2 separate regions of the Mus musculus genome follow, and region 1 is linked to region 2. Evidence: chromatin contacts called from public promoter capture Hi-C data. All regions are on one chromosome and are shown on one strand. The core of a region is the stretch at or near the end of the contact, and the rest is flanking DNA. Distances in the headings are between cores, read along the strand shown.

What was found. Capture Hi-C pulls out chosen DNA fragments and counts their contacts.
Region 1: a contact with region 2 is called in a promoter capture Hi-C map of adipose tissue. The contact joins two enhancer-like sites. A contact is called at or near these places in 1 of 39 promoter capture datasets (the C10 cell line), 1 of 484 Hi-C or Micro-C datasets (the N1E-115 cell line), 3 of 115 datasets of contacts at active chromatin or transcription factors (embryonic stem cells, microglia and pancreatic cancer cells) and 3 of 9 other capture datasets (adipose tissue, liver and pancreatic islet).

Annotation. Positions count from the first base shown.
Region 1 is chr11:106,656,704-106,660,302 of GRCm38.p6, reverse strand. The region is part of intron 15 of Pecam1 (platelet/endothelial cell adhesion molecule 1); the gene reads left to right. Among named protein-coding and RNA genes, the nearest start is that of Tex2, 46 kb to the right of the region's middle. Within about 2 kb of position 2,207, at least 211 of the 459 cell types and tissues checked have an H3K27ac peak or open chromatin away from gene starts, as enhancers often do. A contact at or near this core is called in the N1E-115 cell line, adipose tissue and microglia, where this site is marked.
Region 2 is chr11:106,562,397-106,566,009 of GRCm38.p6, reverse strand. All of the region lies in intron 2 of Tex2 (testis expressed gene 2), which reads left to right. Among named protein-coding and RNA genes, the nearest start is that of Tex2, 49 kb to the left of the region's middle. Within about 2 kb of position 1,534, at least 94 of the 459 cell types and tissues checked have an H3K27ac peak or open chromatin away from gene starts, as enhancers often do. A contact at or near this core is called in the N1E-115 cell line, adipose tissue and microglia, where this site is marked.

The sequences.
Region 1 (3,599 bases), core at 958-3,457, 94 kb before region 2:
CCCAAGAGGTGAGAATAATGACAAGCTTGCTCCACAGGCAGAGTAGGACCCTGATTAAGAAAAAAAAAAAAAAAAGTTCACTGGCTGTTCCCATGGCCGTGTGTATCTGTGGCCACCCAAGGCAGGGCTGCGGGCCAGCCGTCGGAACTTTGCCGAACCAACCTAGTTACTTTGTCTTCCACCCAAAGGGGCTCTCTGGACAAAGGCTCTGAACTCCAGGCCAGTGGCAGAATGGCTTTCCCTCAGCCCCCAAAGTCTACTCTGGTCGCAGGGTGCTCCCAGTACTTGGGCTAGCCCTACCTCCAAAATAATAAAACCATCTGGCAGGAACTCAGGGCTTCCCAGTCGTTGAGAAGTGAATTTTGAATCTTGAAGCAAATAACTTTTGTTTATGAAAGAAGCATGCAGCGCTTCCCTAATAACCAGCCAGCGTGGGTCAGAAGAAAATGAACACTGAATTGCTCGGCAGGGAAATGGGAGGGGCTTCCTTCCTGAAATCAAACCTGGCAATCATTCCTCGCTTGTTTAATGGCCTGAGGAAATATCTGGACAATGAGACAGCCACTTAGCCAGCTACGAGCTTGGTATTGTTTGACTTGCTCCAATGGCACAGGCTGACTTCACTTTTTCCTCTTGCCATTTTTTGCCTTGTTTATAAACCGGGTTTGTGGCCCACGCAGACAGATAACGTGGAAGAGAACACCCTGTGCTTAAAAGAAAGAGCTCGAATCTGGACCTATGCGAAGGTCTCCAGATGGTGGGCAGAACCCCTGACTCTTACCGGTTGGGAACAAGACAGTGTCAGTGATGGGGTCCCTTCCCCACTCCCCAGGACCAGCAGGGAGATGAGTTGTCACAGGACCTGCTCAGGAGTGGGGCTGAGGCTGCTGCTGAAGAACGGGGTCCCACTTCTACAATCTTCTTGTGGGTGACTTCCTCAAACCTAAGCACCACTGCCTGTAAAGTAGAAATGGTGATGGTAGTGGTGATGCGGATAATGATGGCGATGGTGGTGATAGTGATGATAATGATAGTGAAAATGACGAAGTAACATCTGCCCACTGGGATTTTCTTAAGGGTTAAATGAGACTCTGCAGACTCAAGCCATCACAAAAAAGCCACTGTCTCCTTTAATGATCTTTTCCTCAAGCACTCTGGTAACAGTGGATACGGTTAAGAGATTTACTTTATTGGCTCTGAAATGCAACACACACACACACACACACACACACACACACACACACACACACACACACACGAAACTCAAAGCCTAGGATTCATCAAAGCCAAAGCTTGACATAGGCCTGGGAGAACCATATACAGAATTATCCTAACTAGCTGCTTAGTCTGTATGTAAGGTTCCGTCTTCTCATCAGTTACCATTTTTATAAAAAGGGTGTCTGTGTGTGTGTGTGTGTGTGTGTGTGTGTGTGTGTGTGTGTGTGAGAGATGCAGTCAGGATAATGTCTGAGAGTCCATCTCCCTCTCCTGTGGGCTTCAAGGTTAGAACTCAGGCACATCTTCAGGCTTGTGCACTCTTGCCTGCGGAGTCATCTCTCCCAGCCCCATTTCCACGATCTGCAAACTGGGTGACTTCTCACCTGCATTTCTGCAGGGATTAAGAGAACACTCAGCTCGTTCCTGATAGACTGGAAGTGCTCACCCTGAGAACTCTTTAGAAGTAGGAGTCAGGGACCCGGGCAAGGAGGTGGAGTCAGAAAGGTCTTTGGGGTTACTGGGGGACGGAGGGGGGAGGGGGTATGGGGAGATGGGGGGGGAGCACAAGCTGAGCAGAAGCAGGGCAGATCCAGAGCTGACAGCTGGCTTCTGACTAAAGCATAACAAGTCCGCTCCTCACTGAGAGTGTGTTAACTTTCACGTTTAAGTCCCCAGACCCTGCTGATGGACTAGCCCTTCCTGTCTGTGAGCTTGGTCCCATTATCCAGTGCCGTTTTCCCTAAGAGAGGGAGAACAGAGGCATCTGGGGAGAGACTTGGTCTGGGGCCTGCAGAAAGGCTAGACACGAGGATCCCAGCTCCTTGCCCTGGAAGAGCGGAGGAAACGGCAGGCAGCAGCTGCCAGTGCTGGCAAACCTCCAGCGCTCTGGGCTCACACGGCTTGCTTGGCCCGTTTGTGCAGTTCCATCCTGGCAAGGGAGGAGCCAGAGTCTTGGTCTCCTAGTTGGGCCTCTCAGGTCTGCATCCTGTGCTAAAAGCCCCAGGCCCAGCCAAACAAAATGGAGAGTCCAGGAAGCCAGCCAGCCTGGCCACAGGTTCCCTACGACGCCAGGCAACCTTTACATCTTCTTTTGCCCCCACCTCTGTTAAGTTCCACTTACAGCAAGGTGTCCTCGGTCCGCAGAGGGTTCTGAACCGTGGGCCTGTGTTTCCTGTTCTTCAGGGCTCTCCTTTTGCAAGGCTCTCAGCTCCCGAATCTCCCAGCCTGCCCAGCTCCTCTGCTTGCAAATTTCTTTCCCCTTTACAAAATCTTAGAAGTCAGTTCAGGTCACTTCTGAGTACTTCAGGAGTGTCCTGGTCAGAATGTGATGCCCCCATGCCTCCAAATTACTTCATCGAAATGTTGATCTGGGATTGATAAAGGGCAGGGAGGTGGCTCAGTGGGTAATCACCTGTGTGGCAATTGTGAGGCCGTGAATTCAACCCCACAATCCACATAAAAGCCAGGCATTGGTAACCCCAGCATTGAGATGGGACGTGGGGAGCCCCTTGAAACTCTTGGGCCAACTAGCAACAGGGAACAATATGAGACGTCGTCTCAGCTGAGCAGTGGTGGCGCAGGCATTTATCCTAGCGCTTGGGAGGCAGAGGCAGGTGGATTTCTGGGTTTGAGGCCAGCCTGGTCTACAGAGTGAGTTCCAGGACAGCCAGGGCTACACAGAGAAACCCTGTCTTGACAAACGAGGGAGAGAGAGAGAGAGAGAAAGAGAGAGAGAGAGAGAGAGAGAGAGAGAGAGAGACCTTATCTCATCCAGAATGGGAGGTGAAAGTACTTGAGGCTCTCCTGATTTCCACATGAACCCCATAGCACAGAACTGAATATGCACACATTGTACACACACACACACACACACACACAAGCAAAATCATTGGTGGACTATGAAATCCTTGGGACAGAGTCTGTCCTCTTCGGGATAGAGATCTGTACTAGGTCAGATAAAGGTCCAGAAACCAGGAAGTGGGTGGTGGGTGACTCAGACTACCATTTGGGGCTATTTTGGTGCTCTTTTGAGACAGGTCACATATGAAGACAGCCCAGGTTCTTCTGAGGATTACTTTGAACTCCTTTTTTTTTTTTTAAAGACTTACTTATTTATTATATGTAAGTACACTGTAGCTGTCCTCAGATACTCCAGAAGAAGGCATCAGATTTCGTTATGGACGGTTGTGAGCCACCATGTGGTTGCTGGGATTTGAACTCAGGACCTTCGGAAGAGCAGTCGGCGCTCTTAACCACTGAGCCATCTCGCCAGCCCTACTTTGAACTCTTGATGGCCCCAAGTGCTGTGTTCTGAACATTTATCTCCACGCCTGGCTTTTTTTTTTTAACTTTTTTTTTATTATTACAGTAGAACATACACA
Region 2 (3,613 bases), core at 285-2,784:
ATTTATTACATGTAAGTACACTGTAGCTGTCCTCAGACTCTCCAGAAGAGGGAGTCAGATCTCATTCCGGGTGGTTGTGAGCCACCATGTGGTTGCTGGGATTTGAACTTCAGACCTTTGGAAAAGCAGTCGGGTGCTCTTACCCACTGAGCCATCTCACCAGCCCGAATTTCAAATTTCTATTTATTTCTCCATATTTACATTTTTCTGGCCGTTTTGTGTACTTCATAAGATTTTTAGCATAAAACTATGGTTGTAGGCCGGGCGTGGTGGCTCACGACTTTAATCCCAATCCTTGGGAGGCAGAGGCAGGTGGATTTCTGAGTTCGAGGACAGCCTGGTCTACAAAGTGAGTTCCAGGACAGCCAGGGCTACACAGAGAAACTCTGTCTCGAAAAACCAAAAAAACCAAACCAAACCAAAAAACTATGGTTGTCACCTGGCATATTGGTGGTGCTTGTCTGTGATCTCTGCCTTTGGAAGGCAGAGGCAGGCGGTCAGCCTGGTCTAGATAGTGATTTCCAGGATGCAGCTGTGTAATGAGACCATGGCAAAACAAAGCAAAACAACAGCAGGCAGTGGAGCTGGAGAGATACGGTTGAGAGCAGTGCAGCTCCTGCAGAAGGCTTGAGTTTTATGTCCCAGCACCAAGTCAGGCCACTTCACAGCTGCCCTTAACTTCAGCTCCAGAGGATCCCAGGTGTCTGTACACCCACCCACATATATGCACATAATTTTTAAAAATTTAAACTCTAAAAGTATAATTGTCATTGATACAGTTTCTGAGTTATTTGTATACATAGTTATATAGGGTATAGAATCAGGAACATTTAAAGGTCACTGCTATATAATAATTTTCAAGGATCCTCTGTTGGCATTAGGTATTTCCAGTTTTATACATGAGGAGGCAGGGACTCTGTTCATCCCATGTTTTTGAGCCCAGCGTGACACTCCTCCCTCTCCCCTTCCCCCCTTTTCCTGTGGCACATCTCTGCAGAAAAAGCCCACGTCTAGACTTTGAGAGCCCCTTGCTGCCCTTACAGGCGTTCAAGGTGGCTTCTGTTTTCTTGGAGTGGTTTTGAACGCTATTGATCATAAATAACTTTTAGCTCTCCTCAGGTTACAAGCTTATTTGGGCTCTGTTAAATTTCTAGATTTGTTTCCCCTCCCTTCTATCTAAGGAATATTCTGAAAATGACAACATGATCTCTCTTTATTGAGAACTAAAAAAACAAAAAACAAGAAAGGAAAGCTGTCGCTGCAGTGGATGGAGGGGCCCTCTCCAAATCTGTCTGTTGTTTTCTCGTCTCTTTACATTCTGTCCTTATTCCCAAGAGAAGCATGGGAAACTCAGAAAAGGTCCACGTCAGACATATCCTGGGCGTGTCATCTGGCTCTGGTCAGGTCTGGAGTGTAGTGTCTGCATCACACATGCAGACGCACCCGCTCTTTGTCACCTGTGTGCTCACGTGTGTTACAGCCTGACCTCTTCACGCTTCCCCACACAGTTGGCTGTGAGACGGTTTCTTTTTTGAAGGGAAGCTGGCGCTGGCTCCCGAGGATGTGACACCCTTAGTGTAGCATGATTATGTGGAGCAGAGCAAAAGTGACTCATGCCTGGTGGCCCCACTGTCGAAACAGTGATGCTGTTACCTCCTGATTTCCACGCTCTAAGTGGCCTAGTGCTAACTTTAGCCAAGAGAAAAAAAGATGCCTGTGTCAGTCCCAGAACTACTGACTGACGAAGATATTTGTCCTGGGAAGATTTTAACTTTAGGACAGACAGCCTCAGTGTTGATCTAGTCAACTGTGGGTTGACAGTTTACCCACTACCCAGAGGGTGCAACATTACAGTGCTATTTAAATGTCACGACAGTTGGCTTGTTTTTAATCCAGTGAGTGGAACAGTAAAGGCAGGGTGCTAGGTGTGGGAATATTGTCTTATTAGAATTGTATCACAACCCTGTTCAGTTCGGGTATGTGCTGGTGAGGGAAGGGAGGCCCAGAGGCTTTCCTTGTCCATGGCCATGCTGTCTAGTGGTATTTTAGCCAGTGTTCTATTGTTAGTGATGCAATACCCCAGGCTAGGTAATATAGAAAAGAGTGTCAGATTTAGTGGTACCCACTTGTAATTTCAGCGTCTGGGAGGCAGAGGCAGGATGCTTGCAAGTTTGAGGATAGCCTGGGCTGCGTTCTGAGACCCTGGCTCAGCAAAACAAAGAAAAGGTGTTATTTTTGCTCATGGTTCTAGCCCAAGTTGAGGGGTTTATCTGGTAAAGGCTGTCTTCCTGGCAAACTGTTGATGCACATGGGGAATCATGGCTGGTGACAGGGATACTGTGAACATATGTTCTCTGCCTTCCCTGTCTTTTTTCTTGGCTTCCACCTTGGTGGCAATGATGTTTAGAAAGGGGGACACCAGGTGCTAGAGAGGTGGCCCAGTAGTGGGTGTTCCTGCAGAGGACCCGGGTTCTGTTCCCAGACCGGCATGGCAACTCAGCCATTTGGAACTCCAGTCCCAGGGGATCTATTGCTCTCTTCTATCCTCTGAGGACAGATAACAGAGCAGAGGGGTGGTGGTGTGCCCAGTTTGCCAAGCCCTGTCATAGGTATAATGAGTTCTTTCCTGCAGCATGCCTGCTTAGATGTCTAGATCTGCAAGTGACATCTTGCAGCCTTCCATACTCTGCTGGGTGAGTTGACTTACACAGGCCTCTAAAATGAAAGGGCCTTGGCCTGGCAGCTTCCGTCTCACCTGATTGGACTTCCTAGCCGGAGTCACATGCTGATTGTCTGGCTTGTGTTTTTTGTGCTTCTTGAAGGCAGAGAGGTTGGGCTCATCAGCTTGTCCTTGTATCCCCAGTTCCTGCTGTGTGGTAGGCATGCGATAAATAACTGTTGGATGCATGCTTGGGTCCATGAGGAAGAGTTTAACCAGTGGATCAGTATTCGTTCCTATTTCTGTTCCTGAGACTGACTATGTGACAGAAGCAACCAGAGGGAGGAAGGATTTGTTGTAGGGTGTTGTCCATCATGGAGAGGAAGTGTTTGGTTTGGTTCATGGTGGCAGGAGCATGTGATCACACAGCAGCACACAGGAAACAGAACTTGTGCTAGAAGTGGATGGGGCCAGGCTGTGAGCGGAAAGGCTGGTCCCAAAGGCCTACACCAGCCAGCTAAGCCCAAGTCCTCTTCTGCTGCCAGCTCTACGACTGTGATGTGATCCAGGAGCCAGACACTGGTTTCTTTATAAAATGGGCCTGTTGCCATGGTTTGATCATGGTTTGCTCCCATCGAAATGCAGGCTGAAATGGAATTTTCAGTGTAACTGTGTTGAGATAATTAGAAGCTGGGCATGACAACATATGCCTGTAGTTCTAGCACTTAAAGCCCTAGGGAGGTGTAAGCAAGCAGATCTCTGAGCTCTAGGCCAGCCTGGTCTATAGAGCAAGTTCCAGAACAGCCAGGGCTAAAGATCATTCTAAATACATAAAGGCCAGTTTAGAATACAGGGAGTCCTGTAGTTCATACCTGTAACTCCATCACTTAAGAGGCAGAGAGGTAGGAAGTTCAAGGCCAACCTGGGCTACATAGAGAGTTCTAGGCCAACCTA